Regions from separate parts of the Cricetulus griseus genome. Here region 1 is linked to region 2. Evidence: chromatin contacts called from public Micro-C data. All regions are on one chromosome and are shown on one strand. Each heading gives the region's core, a stretch centred on a gene start, on an enhancer-like site or on the middle of the called end of the contact. The rest is flanking DNA. Distances are from core to core; before and after follow the strand shown.

Region 1 (5,116 bases), core at 314-2,813, 170 kb before region 2:
TGTTTCCCAAGCTGGGCAGTGGTGGCGCTCACCTTTAATCCCAGCACTTTGGGAGGCAGAGGCAGGTGGATCTCTGAATTCAAGGCCAGCCTGGTCTACAGAGCCAGTTCTTGGACAGCCTCCAAAGCTACAGAGAAACCCAGTCTCAAAAAACCAAAACCAAAACAAAACAAACAACAATAAAAAACAACTGTTTTCCAATTCTTTTCTAGTAATCTCTCAACTTCCTACCATCAGAACGCAAGCTCCCTGAGGGAGCCTGTCTAGTTTTTGGATGGGCATCACAACCTGCAGCCCTTGTCAAATACTCACTAAAACTGCTCTATGTTCAGTCACAAAAAGGCAAGAAAAATTGTTCTAAGAAAGACCAGTACTACACACAGAACATTCTCCCAGCGCCTTGTTCTAGAGCCCATTATTTGGCTAGTTTCTGCACTCCACCACTCCAAAGTTAAGAATACTGCAGAGAGGGGAAAGCTCTCTGTATAGCATCAGGGAGTCACTGCCTCCTGACCAAGGCATAGCACCTGCATGCTCCAAGAGTTGTTCCCTCTTTGAACAGTCCTTCCATACCTGGCCTATGAGCTCTTCCCAGCCTGGGTCCCTCCCACCTTTGAGGATGATCATCTAGGATCTCCCTCAGGCCTTTTTCACTCTACCTCCCCTGCAGCCAATCCCCCAACCCACACAGCAGGACCCAAGGGATCACTGATGTTCTTTTGAGCACTTACTTATTCGGGAATTCCATAGTACTGTGAGTTGAAAACTCAACACACACACACACACACACACACACACACACACACACACACACACACGAAAGCAGTTCCAACTCGTCTCTATTCCTGAGAGTCAAGGGAGAAATGCCACTGGGTGTTCTTAGTGTGAACACTAAGCACTGATATCCTCACAAGGAAGACAACGTCGCCTTATTAGCACGATGCTGAAGGTACAGCCTAGAGAGCCGGGGGGGGGGGCGTCCTACTACCTTAATGTCACCCTATAATCTATAGTCATTTAAACAGCACCCCGTCAGGGTTAGTTTCTACACGTGTGCCCCGAAACCGAACACGGTGGTGGGGCAGCAAGAGGAGGCTTCACACATGCCCGCCCCGGGCTCCCCGAGCTGTGCGGGCGGCAGCACTCGCCAGATCCCTCGCGGACCCCTCCCGGAGATGGGCCGGCCCTGTGGCCACCCCTCGCCAGGCTCACAGGCACTGCCCGGCCCCGCCCGCCCGCCCGCGGCCTTGACAGTCCCGGGGAAGGCGGTGATGCGCCGCCCGGCCAAGTTCGCGCCACCAGCCCACCCCCAGCACCTCGCAGCTCCGCTGCAGCCGAGCCGCGGTCTCCCTCACGGCTGCGGGCGGAGGATGGCGGGCAGGGCGGCCGCCAGAGCTCGGCTCGGGATCCGGGAGGCTGCACAGGCACTTCCGTCCCGTCCTGCGGCGCCGCCTCCAGCCGCCAAGATGGCCGCGGGGCGGGGCCCAAGCTCCAACCATTTCCGCTTCCTGTGTGGTCGCCGAGGCCGTTGGCGGGAGTGCTTCCCGGCGGAAGGACAGGGCTGGCGGAAATGCACCGGGCCGCGCAGGCGCCTTGGTGTCCCCAGGCTCCCGGACCGGAAGCCGCCGCTTCTGATGTTTCGGTCGCCAAGACACAGCCTGGCCACGCCCCGTGGCAACCGGAAGCCAATAGCCAGCGGCTTTGTGGTTGCTCGGAAACCCTTGGCGGTAAGATGGCGGCGGCTGGCGGTCGGACCGTGGCTTCGCCCCAGCCGCCGCGGAGCTCACAGAGACGGCCGCCGCGAGACGGTACGAGCTGCGTATCCCCTCTGGATGAAGCCCGCTGTCCAGACGGGCCCCGATCGCGTGCGTTAGGAGGGGCGGGTAGAGCCGAGGTCAGGCTGGGCGGGGTGAACGCGCACGGCCTGGGAACGCGGGTCCGCCCGATGCAGTCCGATGGACACATTGTCCTAAAAACGGGAGAAACGGGGTCCCCGCCCCAGGCTGTGACTTGCAGGTGAGAACGCAGTGGGCTTGTCTGTCCATCCAGGGACGGAGAGGTGGGAGTTGGGCGTGGTGTCTCAGAGCTGAATGATGCAGATGAGGCTAGCCAGGGGTCCCTAGGGGAACGTGAGGATTTTTGTTCCGTGGGGACAAGAGGACGGTGGAGGTCTGAGCTCCTCTCCGTATCTTCACCAAGGCTTCTCCGTCCTCACCACCGCCTAAGGCCGGCAATCAGTTTTTGTCCTAGCCCTCGTCTCGCCCGCCCTACCTTATCCTTGGCGCACGTCCATGTAGCAGAACCCAAGGAAAAGGGGGCCGGGACCAACACTAAGCAGAAACTGAGCCCCATACATCTTGAGCAATTAGTTAAGGTGACGCATGCTGTCATGTTGAAAGGGTTGAGAGACTAGAAATGACCTGCGGACCGCTGCAGACCTCGAGCTGCCCCGTCTCTGTCTGTTGATGCCACACGGTCACCCTGTTCATCTTCTTTCCACATACAGGCTATGGCGTATATGTATACCCAAATTCTTTCTTCCGTTATGAAGGAGAATGGAAGGGAGGAAAGAAACATGGTAAGAAGCTCCTGGTCATTCCAGAAGCCATAGCCTTGCAACTCAAAGCCAGTTTTCTGAGAAGCTTGGGCAGACAGGCGGTGGTCTTGCACCAAGCATGGGACAATACTGTGCCTGCACACTGGTACCACTTTGCCCCAGTCATGAAGGAATCAGTGTAAGACAAGTTCCTGTATGCTTAGAGCTTATTATATGCTGGTGGGTGATGGAACTGTTGGTGACAGGAATAGAGTAGGGCGATGGATGTAAGTCCCTCTGTGTGTGTTTGTGTGCGTGTGTGTGTCACACACCATCCTGGCAAGCTGTGTGCTTGTTATTGGACATCCAGGCTCCTAATCTTCAGCCTGAGTTTCTCTGTATTCCAAAAGAAATTAAGAAACAAAATTGGTAAACAAGGGAGAGAAAAATCAATCCCTGTTCTTTCCATCGTGTCTGTGGCAGCATTACAGTTTATAGAAAACCACCAGACAAGAGCCAGACGATATGTAGATTTTGCTATGAGACATTGAATCTCTTGGTTCCCGAGGAAAGCAATTGTGTACTCATCAGGCTGCCTCCTATTATCTTCTTTAGCATGGATGGTCTATTATATGTTCCCAAGTTAGAGTTACATACAGGCAAGGCATTATGGTTTGTTTCCAATCATAAAAAATGGCAAGATAGTAGTGGTGTGTGCCTTTAAGCCCTGCACTCAGGAGACAGAGACAGAGGCAGGTGTATCTGTGAGTTCCTGGCCAGCCTGATCTAAAGAGCTAGTACCAAGACAGCCAGAGCTACACAAAGAAACCCTATTTCAAAAATCAAACCAAAAAAAAAAAAAAAGGAAAGAAGAAAGGAAAAATAGCCAGCCGTTGGCCTTGTCTACAGAGCAATTTACAGGACAGCCAGGACTACACAGAAAAAAGGAGAAGAAATGACCATATTTTTTTTTTTTAAGATTTTATTTATTTATCATGTATACAAACATTCTGCTTCCATGTATATCTGCACACCAGAAGAGGGCACCAGATCTCATAACGGATGGTTGTGAGCCACCATGTGGTTGCTGGGAATTAAACTCAGGACCTCTGGAAGAGCAGCCAGTGCTCTTAACCTCTGAGCCATCTCTCCAGCCCTGAAATGACCATATTTTAAGGAAACCTAAGCAATAGAGGAAAGAAGTTTAAAAAAAAAAAAAAATCCCCTGGAATGGTGCACACACATGCTGGGTCTAGACTTTCCAGTGTCTGCGCTTCCTGGATTTTTTTCAATTTGTTGATTCTGCCTACTTAATGCACTAGAGAGGTTTTCATATCTACTGGCTACCAAAATGGTCTTCTCCCTTTCTTTTCTTTTCTTTTTTATTGTTTTATTTTGTGTTTGTTTTTGTTTTGAGACACAATCTTGCTATATAGCTCAGGTTAGCCTTGAACCTGAAATCCTTTTGCTTTAGCCTCCCAAATGTACCACTGCGCCCAGACTCTACTAACACCTTCCTTTTTTGTTTTCTTGTGAACCCAGCACCTGTGTTAGGTAAGTGTTCTTCAGAGAGACTGTATCCTCAGCACCTTTTTTGTTTGGTTTGGTTTTGATTTTGATTTTTGATTTTTCAAAACAGGGTTTCTCTTTGTAGCCCTGGCTATACTGGAACTGGCTATGTAGACCAGGTTGGCCTCATACTCATAGAGATCTATCTACCTCTGCCTCCTGATTGCTGGGATTAAAGGTGTGAGCCACCACTGTCGGCACACAGATGTTTCTTATTTTTGCACTACTGTTCCTGTAAGCAGGCACTAAGACTCATATCCAAAACTTGAAGAACACCCACTTTTTAAAAAATATTTATTTATTTTTATTTTATGTGCATTGGTGTTTTCCTTGCATGTATATCTTTGTGAAAGTGCCAGATTCCCTGGAACTGGAGTTACAGACAGTTTTGACCTGTCATGTGGGTGCTAGGAATTGAACCCGGGTCCTCTGGAAGAACAGCCAGTGCTCTTAACCACTGAACCATCTCTCCAGCCTTAAGCACCCACTTTTAAGAAAGATGGCTCAGAAGTTAAGAGTGCTTACTGCTCTTGCAGAGGACCAGAGTTTGGTTCCTAGCACCTACATCTCAGTAGCTTGTAACAGCCCATATCTGGCTCCAGGAGACCTGACACCCACTTCCAGTCTCCATGGACGCACTCATGCATGGGCACACATGTATACGGTTCTCTCTCCTCAAGTGAATAGAGGCAGAGTCTCATCTGCACAGCTCATGCCTCTGTGGTCATTGCATCTGAGGAGCTGGCATGCAGGAATGTTTTGGTGGGTTGTTTTGTTTGTACAACTTTCCACTGTGTTGCCCAGGTTGGCTCAGACTCCTGAGTAGCTAGATTACAGATACGCACCACCATAGCAACTGAGGTTTTCACTCTGAAAAAAACAAGCCCAACCAGCATGGGTTGGTCGATGGTCACTCCCACTCACCAGCTGACTGCACATTGATTTCTCTTACAGGTCATGGGAAGCTATTGTTTAAAGATGGAAGTTATTATGAAGGTGAATTTGTGGATG
Region 2 (5,514 bases), core at 1,686-4,185:
AGAAAAGGAGGTGGCCCCCAACCTGGGGCCCTCTGTGGATGCAGAGGCCTCATTGCCTCCCATACTGGAACATTTTCTGCTTCCTCCCTGTGTCTCCTCCAAAGGTCTGAAACACCCTTTTGTAAATGTGAATTATGCCTCAAAACAAAGTTGTTTCTACAGCGCAAGGGTCAATCCTAACCAGAAATTATTTTTCAATGAAGTTGATTCTTCGTCACCACAGGACAGGGCTCCAGGAGTGTGGATCTTTTCACCAAGTTCAACTTTTACTTTTTGATCAATTAAAAACAACCTTCCCCTCTGTGCTGTGAGGGTGGTAGGCACACACACCATAACGCTGGTGTGGAAATCAGAGGGCAACCTCTGCTGTTGGTCCTCGCCTTCCACCTTGCTTGAGACAGCATCTTGTTTGGCACTGTGCACACAAGGCAAGCTGGTCCGAAAGCTTCTGTCCCTGCCTCCGATCTCACAGCAACACTGGGATTGTGTACTTGTACTGTCATGCCTGGCGTCCCCTGGGTCTTGAGAACTGAACTCAGGTCCTGATCCAATGTGCCATCTCCCCAGCCCAAATCCAACTGTTGGTTTGTTTTACCTATTGAGGCAGGGTCTTTCTACACAGCTCTGGCTGTCCTAGAACTCACTGTATAGACCAGGCTATTGCCCAACTCACAGAGATCCACCAGCCTCTGCCTCCAGAGTGCTGGGATTAAAGGCGTGAACCACTACCACCCAAATTCAACTTTTTGAAGCTTGTGTTAATATTTGCAGACAGCTGGGACAAGGTAGGTTTGCTGGGGTTGCCCATCACCCCTATTTCTATCTCTTCAGGTTCTAAAAGTGGTTGGATTGGGTCTAGAGAGATGACTCAGTGGTTAAAAGCACTGGCTGCTCTTGCAAAGAACCAGGGCTCATTTCCCAGCACCCACACGGTAGCTCACAGCTAACCCAAGTTCTAGGGTATTCAAGACCTCCTTCCATCTTCTGTGGGCACCAGCCACACTTGGCACAAATACATACATGAAGGCAAAACAATGATACACATTAAAAAAAAAACTTAAAAAAATTTTACAGATGGCTGCTGGATCCTGTAGTCCCCAGGTGAACCTAAGCTGTAGAGACTGTGGTTGACAGGAGAGATGGCGACCGAGCTTCACTGGCTTGGCGTAGAGCAGCAGGATCTTCCTCAACTCTATTTTCTGTGGAAGATTCCAGGCTGCAGGCCACAAAACCTCTGGCCTGGCCCCCTCCCTGGTGGCAAGGAGGGAAGAGAGACAACCCTGGGAACAAAGGAAAGTCCCAGAAGAACAGCATTTGTTCTTGCTTTAGAGTCCTAAGCCTGGAGGATCTGTGTTCTGCAGCTGGTGCAGACTGTCCTGGGGTCAGGGCCTTTCTTCTGACAGCCAAAAGTCCACTGAAGTGGCCAAGGCCAAAAGATAATGGAGTATCCTTGCTTTCTGGGCCCTAAGAGCATGCACCTCCTTAGCCTCAGAGAACTTGGTGAGAGAACTCCTTCAGGAGCCCACAGCTTTGGGGCAAGTCTGCCTAGTCACACAGGCTCTGGCTCTGCCTCATTCTGACCCTCTGGAGCCAACTGGCTATAGCACCTGTGTAGGCAGTCGGGGTATCCGAGCTCTGTAGATTAGGGGTTCAGGAGAGGCTGGTATGCTAGAGATCTCAGGAAGGCCTCTGTGCTCTGGTTTTAGGGTGTGGCTGAGCTGTGCTTTCTTCCCCACACAGGGCCCTTTCGGCACTTGGCTGGTCACCCTCTTCAGGACTTTCCTCCTGCTTGGATGTCGGTGCCAGACCTCCTAGAGTCCTCAAGGTCCCCTGCAAAAGTACAGTGATACTTTCATCAAAAGCCCAGGAGCCAGCCCAGTGGGGACCAGGGACAGGCCGACTGGGAGTGTTCCATCAGCAGGCTCTTCTTAGACCTGGGACTCATCACAGCTGCCTTCCAACTTGGGTGGCCCAGTCCCAGGTCACCACTGATGTACAGCATGAGACTACCCGACCCTGGCAGCTCCTGCATTGGCTGCACCTTTGGCTACCACTCTGGGTTCTTCAGCCTAGTAGAGGCAGGTTCCCAAGATGGCTACTCTCCAAAAGACCTCAATGCCCAACAGACCCTGGTGTGTACTCTAGGATACTTTGGAGATTCAACTTTTCAACCTCTTCAAGTCTGCAGAGAGAAAAGTCCAGAATCCTTCCCCAGACACTGGCCTGGACACAAATTGCAGGTTGGACCACACACGGTGGGGGTGACCTCGTCTAGGGATGGGGAGGCAAGGTTGGGACGGGAGGAGGACCTAGGAAGAGGGGTCAGGGAGTCAGATGGTTGCAGGACGGGCTTTTGGAACAGCCCTGACCCCTGGGGGCTGTGGAGAAATAGAAAGCCACTAGCGAACGCCACTGCATATACTAAAGTGCCTGGGCGTCTGCTGCCACCAAGTGACGGGCTGCGGGATTGCAGGGCGGGTTTGTTGGCTAGATAGGAAGCTAGGGTTTCTGTGCTTCGTACCCTGGGCTTCGCGGCTTCGTTGCCTCTCTCTTTCGTGGAGAAACCCAGTTCCCCCTATAGGACTAAAATGGTGGTAAAGTTGCATCTGGAAGTCCTGTCCGTGGGGCCACCCTGGAAAGGCTGCAGAACTGGAAACTGAGGCAGGGAGGGCATTGTCTAGTGCCGCTGGGAGGTGGCATTGCTGGGGCAGGCCTGACAGCTAGCTGTCCGCACGTGTTTAACACAAGGGAACACAGGCTCCAGAGCTGCCTGCACAGACTCGGCTGGGACCAGCCTCGCATCCCTGCAAGCTGGAGGGCAGCTCCACCCTGTCCCGCCTGTCCCTCAAGGCGGTAGCCTAGGGTCCCCAAAGACTAGGATCCCTGCGCCTTAGTGTCCAAGTGTCACAAAGGGGAGATGGCACTTGGCACAGTGGGTAGTGGGGGTCTGGAGGCCGCGGGAGCTGGTCCGGGCCGGAGGGCGGGTCGAGTTGTACGTCTCACTTCCGCCGGAGGCTCTTGGGAGAAGGATGGAGGAGGAGCAGAGGCTGCGGGGGAGGCTGAGCCGCCGCAGGCCGCCCGCAGGGGGCGGGTGAGGCGGGTGGGGCGGAGAGGGTGGGGGTGCAGGGGGTTTGGGTAGGCGGTGGGGACAATGGGGGTGCCGCGACTTTCCCGTGTAGGTAACGGTTTGCGGGGTTCCTTGCACGCTTGCACCCCGCAACCGTGAGGCCTGCCACCAGCCACGCTCCGCCTTTCTCCGGGCGCGGTCGCTTCTTCCGCCCCAACCCTGCGGTTTCCCCCACCCCCGCCACCCCTCTTTCCGTAGCCTATCTGGCCTCTCCCTGCGCAGCCCCAGGCTCCGTTTCCCTTAGAGTCCACTTACCCTCCCACGTCAACCGCACCCCTGATCCCCCACTTGGGACTCTCTCCCTCAATACCCCACTGTCTACTCCTGCTGCCCCCGCCCACCCAAGTCTTCCTACCCCTCACTGTAGAACCCCTCGTGACCTCCCTTGTGGAACCCCTTTCTCGGGACCCTGCGCCATGGATCCCCTGGCTGATACCTCTTGTGCTCCTCAGGGCCCCCAACTGCCGCCCCTGGTTTCTCTTGGAAGGCAGTAAGAGCGAGCCCTGGGCTGCTCTGCTGCGGAGCAGTGTGAGCTGGAACGTGGATTTGACCCCGAACAGTCAGCCATTGCCACCACTGCCTGCTTTTCCCAGCCAGGTGTGTCCAGAAGCACTAAAGGGCGATGGCCCGGGAGAGGGTGTTCTCAGGCTCTGGGGGAGGTCACGGTGTGGATGGCCATGACCTCATGGGCATCTGTTTTTCAGGAGTCACTGCCTGACCCAGAGCCCACTGTGGCTCCTGAGGTCTTTACTGTGGGATCCAAGACCTTTTCCTGGACGCCTTTTCCACCTGCCCTTGGTGTCTCTGGAAACTCTTACCGGTTGTTCCACGGGACTGGAGGCTCCCTGGAGTCACCTACTCCACCCCTGAGAGCATGTCCTGCACCAGATTCTACTCAGACTCCTGGCACCCAAGAGTGTGTGTCTGTGCATAGTCCACCTGCGTTGCTGAGCTGCCCATTGTGCCAGAAGGCATTTGATCCCACGTGAGTGTGCCACCCCTGACCTCAGGCTCAAGACTTAGCCCTTTGTAAAACCTCCTTCCTGCTTGGGAGGCTGAGAGAGTGCCTGGATGTGACGCCGGCCTTTTTTTAAAACTATTTTGTTTTGAGACAGGGTTTCTCTGTATAGCCCCTCGCCTGTCCTGGAATTTGCTCTGTAGACCAGGCTGGCCTCAAACTCACAGAGATCTGCTGGCCTCTGACTCCTCAGTGTTGGGATTAATTGTGTGGGCCTCCACCACCAGGTTTATTTAGCTAATATTTAAATTAAACATATTTACATATGTGCTATGGCATGCTTGCATGTGGAAGTCAGAGGAAAACTTGAAGTCTGTTTTTGCCTTTTAAACTGTGTGAGTCCTAGGGATTGAATTTAGGTGTTGAGGATTGGCAACAGGTGCTTTTACTTGCTGAGCCATCTTCCAAGCCTTTTCTGACTCTTGGTGATGCTCTTGCTTCGGCCTCCCAAGTGCTGGTGTTTCAGGAATGTACCACCACCACATTTGGTTAGCTTTGGCTACTTAAGAAACTTGTAGAAATTGAGCCCACTGTTGCTAGGCATATGTTTTAGATGGTATGTAGAGGCCCTGTCTCAAAAAAACAAAACAAAATGTGCTTATTATTGTTTGTGTGCAAGCCAGGTCAAGCATTTTTCTTGATCACTTCCCGCCTTATTATTTGAGAGAGTCTCTCACTGAACCTGAAACTCACTGGTTTGGCTAGGCTGGCTGGCCAATGAGCTCCAGGGATCCCCCACCCCACCCCATCTCTCCTGCCACCCCAGGACCTGGGTTGCATATACATACTTGCCTTTTACATGGGTAATTTTTGCACAGCAGGTACTTTATCAATGGAACCATTTCCCCGGCCTCCAAAATCGAGCTTTTTAGCAGAATCGAGCCTTTATGAATTTGGGAGGAGCCCCAATCCCAGCCCTCAGCAACAACTATCTCTACTACCCACATAGCTCAGACAAAGGGGTGTTGAGTGTGGGCTGGCTTGAGTCAGGTTGTGGTTGTCCCCAAGTGGGGTCCTATTTATGTGGTAGTGAGTGGTTTGTAAAGTTGACATCTCCATCTTCTTATCTTATGAAGAGACCCAGGGGCAGAAGCTGGGGTTGGGAACCCTTTTGGGAAATTTGTTCTCGCAGAGCCCATAAGAGCTTGCCAGGGTTCCCACTCCCTTCTTGTTTCAGGAGGGCTTTTTGTCTGTGTTGTCTAAGAAAAGACTCCTGAACATTGAAGCCGGAAGCTCTGCCCATTGGTACCTTTCAAGTGGCCGTAGGAAGGCTTGGCAAAGTGCCTTGATTTTTCCAAAGTAGGTATCAGCAAGGTAGAGCAGCTGGGATGTACTGGGCTAGACTCACCCCTTAGGGTGGCAGCCACAT

Evidence for each region. Hi-C and Micro-C count contacts between places; a contact is called where the count stands out from the background.
Region 1: a Micro-C map of the CHO-K1 cell line shows a contact between it and region 2, with 4 times the contacts expected there. The contact joins the promoter of Morn1 here to the promoter of Faap20 in region 2. A contact is called at or near these places in 7 of 8 Hi-C or Micro-C datasets (the CHK-Q cell line, the CHL-YN cell line, the CHO-K1 cell line and 2 more).

The regions. Positions count from the first base shown.
Region 1 is chr2:1,228,965-1,234,080 of CriGri-PICRH-1.0, reverse strand. Morn1 (MORN repeat-containing protein 1) reads left to right here and starts at 1,563. Exons shown (of 13, transcript XM_027398507.2): 1 at 1,563-1,808; 2 at 2,507-2,578; 3 at 5,060-5,116. The coding sequence starts at 1,571. It overlaps Rer1 (protein RER1), which reads right to left and starts at 1,456. Exons shown (of 7, transcript XM_027398503.2): 1 at 1,317-1,456.
Region 2 is chr2:1,061,271-1,066,784 of CriGri-PICRH-1.0, reverse strand. It overlaps Faap20 (Fanconi anemia core complex-associated protein 20), which reads left to right and starts at 2,935. Exons shown (of 5, transcript XR_004768080.1): 1 at 2,935-3,091; 2 at 3,580-3,724; 3 at 3,832-4,112.